Linked DNA regions of Ovis aries: region 2 is linked to region 1. Evidence: chromatin contacts called from public Hi-C data. All regions are on one chromosome and are shown on one strand. Each heading gives the region's core, a stretch centred on a gene start, on an enhancer-like site or on the middle of the called end of the contact. The rest is flanking DNA. Distances are from core to core; before and after follow the strand shown.

What was found. A called contact is a pair of places that touch in the nucleus more often than the background predicts.
Region 2: a contact with region 1 is called in a Hi-C map of liver, with 3 times the contacts expected there. The contact joins two enhancer-like sites. A contact is called at or near these places in 6 of 16 Hi-C or Micro-C datasets (blood, hypothalamus, liver and 3 more).

The regions. Positions count from the first base shown.
Region 1 is chr1:210,468,530-210,472,020 of ARS-UI_Ramb_v3.0, forward strand. No RefSeq gene overlaps it. Among named protein-coding and RNA genes, the nearest start is that of TRNAE-UUC, 100 kb to the right of the region's middle. Within about 2 kb of position 1,597, at least 51 of the 54 cell types and tissues checked have an H3K27ac peak or open chromatin away from gene starts, as enhancers often do. A contact at or near this core is called in hypothalamus and liver, where this site is marked.
Region 2 is chr1:210,729,097-210,732,587 of ARS-UI_Ramb_v3.0, forward strand. All of the region lies in intron 2 of TBL1XR1 (TBL1X/Y related 1), which reads left to right. Among named protein-coding and RNA genes, the nearest start is that of TBL1XR1, 140 kb to the left of the region's middle. Within about 2 kb of position 1,980, at least 17 of the 54 cell types and tissues checked have an H3K27ac peak or open chromatin away from gene starts, as enhancers often do. A contact at or near this core is called in hypothalamus and liver, where this site is marked.

The DNA of each region.
Region 1 (3,491 bases), core at 347-2,846:
ACAGGAAGTTAGTTGTCCACTATTAATATCAAAGCTCAACATCCAGAACAAGATGGTTGACTTCCCTGTCTAGAGAGGACCTCTATTTGGGTCAGTCATGCCTAGAAGGGGCTTAGGCAAAGGCCGAAGGGCAGGCAGGCGAGAAAACAGAAGTGCTTCAAGATGTGAGAGCCTCTTCATCTTGACAACCAAAGGGTCAGACTCTCCAGTCTGCACACTCCTAAGGAGCTGAGGGAAACCCCCTAAGTACACAGTGCACTGGGAGGGGGAGAATCCCACCCATCGCAACCTAACACCTACTGAACCATTGTGGAGAGCTGGACTTCGGAAATTTCCAGCGCAAAATTGTAGGTGGGGGCGGGAGAGCTGTAGGGCAAGCCTGTGGAGGCGATTTTAGAAGTGCACACGTTGTAGGGAAATTTTTCCCTCAAACTGTCTAGAGGGAAGTGGTCATGATCCACTACAAGTTCTCCTGAAATGATCAAGTGCACAGAGGCAAAGCGCTACACTGCTGAGAAACGTGGCTGCTTTGCTTCCTCCGCAGTCCCCAGGCAGCTCCAATGTACTTCATATCAGTAAGTGATCAGTCCCAGCCAAGGGTACAGAGGGATGTGATCCGGCTGGGAAGAACTGCACTCCCCTTCTAAGTCTCCAGATAGCCAGTTCCCCGCTGGTTGCCATTTTTTGCAATTTAAAATTTAAGAAAATTTAAATAGGATTAGCCCTGTGTGTGGAAGAGAAGAGCCTGTTTGAGGAAACAGAAAAGGTACCATGTTGTGTAAGTTTTACATATTTTAACTGGGTGGTGTTTGTGTGTGTATCCACAGAACAAAGTGCAGTAATTATACAATTCGTTATTTAAGCCATTATAAGGACCGCTACAACAGGAGGGAGGGGAGAGAATATCTAAACTACATTAAATGATTCTTAAAAGCTCATTCTAGGAAAAGGAAATGCCAGAGTAGTAAGATAAGGAGTCTTCATTAACAACAAATTCATCATTTCCCTCCTTCAAAATGAGACACTCTTCTAAGGCAGTTTGCTTGGAAAGTAGTTTTGCACCGTAAATCTGGGACATGTTTTTTATGTATGTGTTTGCTCTGCATGAGGCTTAAGAAAAACACAGCAACCAAACCACCCGAGCCAACCCTGGAGGGAAAGAGAAGACCTAATCACCCGTGATGGCGATTACATAATAGAGATTCGCGCACACAAACCCCCAGAGTCTCAAAAGAATCAGCCTTTGGCTTCCTGTCATAAAAGATGCCTTTTTTTCCTTTGTGAGGATCACTAAAAATGCTTCCTAAAGACCAAGTGGATGTCTTTGGTAGAAATAGAGGTCACTTAGGAATGATTAAGTACACCCCCAGCCAACATGAAGCCTGTATCGATAACTAAAGTGCCTCTGCATTTAGCGCAGCAAAAGCTCATAATCTGTTTCTAATCGGTGCCCTGAAGATGCTCCCAAGGAGGAAAAGGCCTGGCGTGGGTAGTCGCCCCTCCCCAGGCCCGCGTCTCAGGCCCTCCCTGGGGCAGCCGGAGTGCTCCTCTCTTAGATAATGCCAGGTACTCTGGAAAGTAGCCGTGTAATAATACACAAACCCCTGATGATGTCAGCGTGTTATTGACTTTCCAAGTCTGAATGACTGAGCAGAGGAGCGGGGGTGGGGCGCGATCCATCCGGCAGCGCGGGGACCGGCCAAGCGAAAATGAGCTCGCGGACCAGGCCGGGGGGAGGGGCGGCAGCGGCTCAGCGCTCAGGCTCCGCCAAGGCGGCGTCGGTGTCCGCGGCCCAGCCCGGGCACGGCTCCGGGCTCCCGCTCCCGAGCTCTTTGCGTTTGGTCAAACACCCCTCCGGCAGAAATCGCTCAGGCCACCCCCCTTGACAACCACCACCCTCCCCCTCTCCTCCGGCAGCTTTCACCACGTGGCCGAGCCGCCTTACAAAACGGGGAGCAGAGGGCTAGAAAGGGGGCCCCTGCCCTTCCCCTGCCCTGCACCAGAGCCTGCCGCCCCAGCTGCGGTGAATTCGCAGATGTGACGGTCGCCGGCCGCAGAGTATTGCCCTCTGCTAGAGATCCCCTTGGAAATTGCACCTCAGCGGTGGTGACATTTTATGGGATGTGACTGGCTTCCTTTATGGCGCTGGGAGTGCAGGTGCCGGATTGTAGGTTCCTGTTCTCACCCAGCAAACCGACCACAGGGCGCCCAGTCATCTTCAAGGCTAGGTGTGAACCGGGCCAGGCTGCCCTTAAATGGAATTGCATTTGGAGGCCGGGATCTGGGGATAAGCACTCCAGGCTGGGGCGTGGCCTTCCCCACCAGGCCTCTGCCTCCCTTTCGGGCCTAGCAGCTCCTGCTGGCCCTCCGCCCTCCCGCGCACCCAGCTTCGCTGGGGGCATCTATGGGACTAGGCACCTAGACCGCTGCCTGCTGGCGCAGCTCCCTCAGTCCCTCTCCTCGACCTGCTGAAACCCTCCCAGAAGTCCACGTCCGCAGAACTTCAACCCAACGCCCCAGGGCCAGACTGCTCCTCCTCAGAGCTCCAGCCTGCCTCTCCCCGCGTTCCCTGCCCCATCAGGTTTGTTCATGGAAGCCCCAGGCGGGCCCCCTGGTTCCCAGTCCTGTTCTACCCCTTATTAGCTGTGTGCGTGTAGACAGAGTGCTTAACCTCTCTGTATCCTTTATCCGTGGAAAGCGGGAAGCAGTAATCCCCGCAGTCACTGCTGGGAGGATTAAATGAAAGCCGGATTTCATAAGAGACTCCAGCCTTCGAATATTCCAGTCCTTTGCCTTCACTAGCAGTGTCATCTGTCGGGCCAGAGTCCCAGGGTGGTTCGCTGGACTGTGGGGCCCGCTGTTCCCCCTACCCTCCGGGCTCTCTAGAGCCCACTGACCCTCAGTGCCCCCCTCCCTCCACGGGGACCCTGGGAAGAGGCACTTTACTACCAAGGTTGGGGTGCCCTGGGGAATGTGCCTCTGACCTAAGCGAGTTCATGGCCTTTTCCCAAATCCTCTCCTCTGCCACCTTGCACGTGGTCCAAAAGTGAAGAGCTGACACTTTTAGTCCAATCAAAAGCCCCCTTGGAGAATTTTGAAACTGGAAGTGAAAAAGTCAGTTTCTCCCCGGGGCTAAAGCTGCAAAATGTTATAATGTTGGGAACCTTCTCTGTGACCATTTTCTGATCAAGTGGAGGAAAGACCAGCCTGAAGACAGAGGTAGAGGGCCGGGAACAGGGACAGGCTGAGAAGGCAGAGCAGCCGAGGGAGGTCTGCTGTTGGCCGTGCAACTACCTCTGTCCCTGAATCTTTGTGACAGCCCAGGAGTTTTACAACAAATTCCTCTTGTTGTTTAACTCAGTTTGCATTTTTAGTACTTGAAACCAAAAGTCCTAATAATATACCAATATGGCATTTATTATTCTGACTTGTGCAATATCTTAGCTGAGTTCCAGACTAGCTCCCTAACTACCATAAACCCCCAGAAAGCA
Region 2 (3,491 bases), core at 730-3,229, 260 kb after region 1:
TAAACAGACTAATTTCATACTGAACCGTATTCTAGAATTGAGTGTCTTTATAAGAGGATAAACTCAGGTCTTTAAATAAACAGCCTATGTAGTTTTATTGCCACTATGACTGAAACTTAATACAGAGTTTTATTAACTTCACTATTTTTTTTTAAGGCCACATTTGTTTGTATGTTTCTCTTAACTGAAAAACTGTCAATTCTGCATGGCTTGGGACAGCTTCATTTCATGTGTCAGTTCCTAGCTCTTTGTTGTTCAGTCGCTCAGCCATGTCTGACTCTGTGACCCCATGGACTGCGGCACTCCAGGCTTCCCCACCCTTCACCAACTCCCGGAGCTTGCTCAAACCTGTCCATTGAGTCACTGATGCCATCCAGCCATCTCATCCTCTGTCGTCCCCTTCTGCTGTACTCTTGCCCAGAAAATCCCATGGACGGAGTAGCCTAGTATAGGGTGCTCCGTCCACGGGGTTGCAGAGTCGGACACGACTGAGCGACTTCACTTCACTTCACTTGTCTGCGCTAGGGGTATGTTTGGTATAAGTGAAAACAGTGATCTTTCTCTCTGAAAGTATGAGCTAGCTGAAGTAGAACTAAAGCTAGAGGAACCCTTTTAAAATTTGAAAAGTTTACCCCTTTCTCTTAAAAAATTTACTTTTGGTTACAGAAACTAGTATAGTACTATGATCAGTATAATAAACCTATTCACAGCAATTTGAACAGACAAGAGCTCTCTTGCTCTTCATTTTTGGTATTTCTTGTTGACTTTACAAAAAGTATGCCACTAACGTGTATTTATTATGAGAGTTTTTACAGACAATAATTTCTATCATTTTGACTTGTGTTTTTCTTTGCCCCAAGATACATTAAATGATACAGAAGCACTACTGGTAATTGCTTCAGTCTGAGACATTTTGGTGACCTTTGTGTATCAGAGTCAGGCATTTTAAGAAATGTGTACATCTTAGGTACTTCAGTTCCATTATTCATTGTTTGAATATTAGACTGAATGATATTTTAGAGGAAAAGAATACTCTTATTTTCTTCATTAGTTGTTTCACTAGGATTCCACCTGGCTGAACTCATTTTGGGAGATCCTCTTCATCAGTAGTGACTCAGTGTTTCCCTGACAGATATCCATGGTTGGCCAAGTTGTGACTTAATGCCTGCCATATAATGGGTGTTATATGTAATCATATAATGGGTGTGGTGGTTTTATTTTTTAAATCATTCAATCACCAGGCTTTCAGAATTGACTCTTGTGTTATACCTACTGTGTGTGCCAAGCACATTGTTGCCACTCCTGTGGGTCAGGGTAGAGTTGAGCAGGGTCTCCTCCGGAGCTCAGGTCCTCCTGTGTGCCACAGGGGGCCTCTGGATGAGGTGTCCTGAGCCAGTCATCAGAGGAGTTCACCTGTATCATTCTGTTCAGTGTGGCGTGTACAGATATCACATTCAACTGCACTATTTGAAATTAAATGGGAGGAGGTGCCTTCTTCTTCACACGAGGATGGTATTTACTTTTCTCCCATGGCTTCTCCTTTCAGTAAATGTCCTAAAAGACACCTTTGATTCTTCTCCTTTCCTGAGCTCTGTGTCAAGTCACCCACCCTGAGTCTGCTACTTCCTGAGTGTCTCTGGAATCCTGGTGTCCTAGGGACGCTTCTCAGCTCCAGGGCCTCAGTCCAGTTTCAGGCTTCTTCTCTTAGGTGACTGCAGCACCTTCCTAACTTGGCCCCTCTTCTCAGCCCAGTTTCCTTCTAGTTTTCATATTAGAATTCAGGATGGTCTTTTAAAATGTAAATCATACCACTTCCCTGCGTTTCCTGCCTTTTCTTCCCTGTTTTCTTGTGATTCCTTCAAGGCTCCTCTCAAGCCTCACATCATTCTGTTTCTTTTTCTTCACGCAGACCTTCCAGTGACTGTTAACTGCTCACTGAATTGCTTCAGCTCTTTTCCTTCCTCCCCAGATATTCGTGTTCTCACTCTCCTGTCTGTCCTTGAGGTCTGAACACTGAAGACACTTCCTCTGAGATGTATTCCCAGACCACTGAATTTGGTTAGGGCTTCCTGTGTGTGTGTTCACTGGGGGAATTGTTACCACCCCCTTGTTTGTCTTCCTTTGTTTCTGAGATAAGCTTGGTGAGTGTTCAGTCACCAGGCTTTCCAGATCTACAGCAGTAGCAGTTCCTATTGTATAGAAGCCTGCTCAGTCCTTGTTAATCTTGAGAGGTTTAAATATATTGTTGCCCTGCATTATAAGAGATCCATGATGTGGCAGGACACTCAGCACAGGCCCGGGGATAGATACCCCTTTATACAGAATGGGCTTCCCTGGTGGCTCAGACAAAGCGTCTGCCTGCAATGCCAGAGACCCGGGTCCAATCCCTGGGTTGGGAAGATCCCCTGGAGAAGGAAATGGCACCCCACTCCAGTATTCTTGCCTGGAAAATTCCATGGACTGAGGGAGGAGCCTGGTAGGCTACAGTCCATGGGGTCCCAAGGAGTCGGACACAACTGAGTGACTTCACTTTCTTTCTTTTTTATACTGAATAGATGTCAGCGTATCCTTTTTTAAACAAGGAATGGAGAAGCTGGTCTGTGGGCCATGTCCAGCCCATTGACTTTTTATAAGGACCACAAACTAAGACAAGGTTTTAATTTTTTGAGTGCTGAAGAAGAAATCAAAAGAAAAATATTTTATGGCACAAGAGTATCATATGCAGTTCAAATGTCAGTGTTGATAAGTTGTCTTATTGGAACCTGGCCACCATCAGTCATTTGTGTGCCGTCACCGCTCTTGCACTGCAACTGTGGATGAGTAGTTGTGACTATATGACTGGCAAAGCCTAACGCATTGACTGTTGGGCACCGAGCAGGAGAGTTTTCTTTAAATCCTTTCTGTGACATGAGAACAGTTATGTATAATCAGGATATATTTAAGCTATATGTCAGTTTCCTTCTTTCCCTCCTTCTGAGAATATCATTTGAGTTTTCAGAACTGTACTCCAACCTCTCTGCCTTATGCATACCTAGAGCTTTTTGAAACTTGAACATTGCAGATTAGATGTTGAGAAAATAGAGACTTCAAATCCTAGTAAATTTTGTAAACAAAACCAGCATGGATGGCTGGTCCCTGTTCCTGTAGTCTGAAGTCAGTCTTTTCCTATATAAATAATTTTCTGATCCTTAAACTCTTTTTTACATTTAAGGAGAAAAGAGGAACAACTTTTTATGCTATTTAATATAATTATTAAAATATGATACTGGAGGCCCTTTTGTAAATTTTTAATCCTTTTTACCAATATGTTGCAGAAAAAGAGACCCAGCTGTGTTTTGGTTGTATAATCTACTACTAACTATTGGAAGTATCTTTATTTGTTAGGATTTATTATTAGGCAATATCAAATCTTCATTTTACATTATTTAATAAAATCAAATGGTTTTTACAACATTGTTTACATTTTGTTTAAAAATATTTTATTGAGAAAA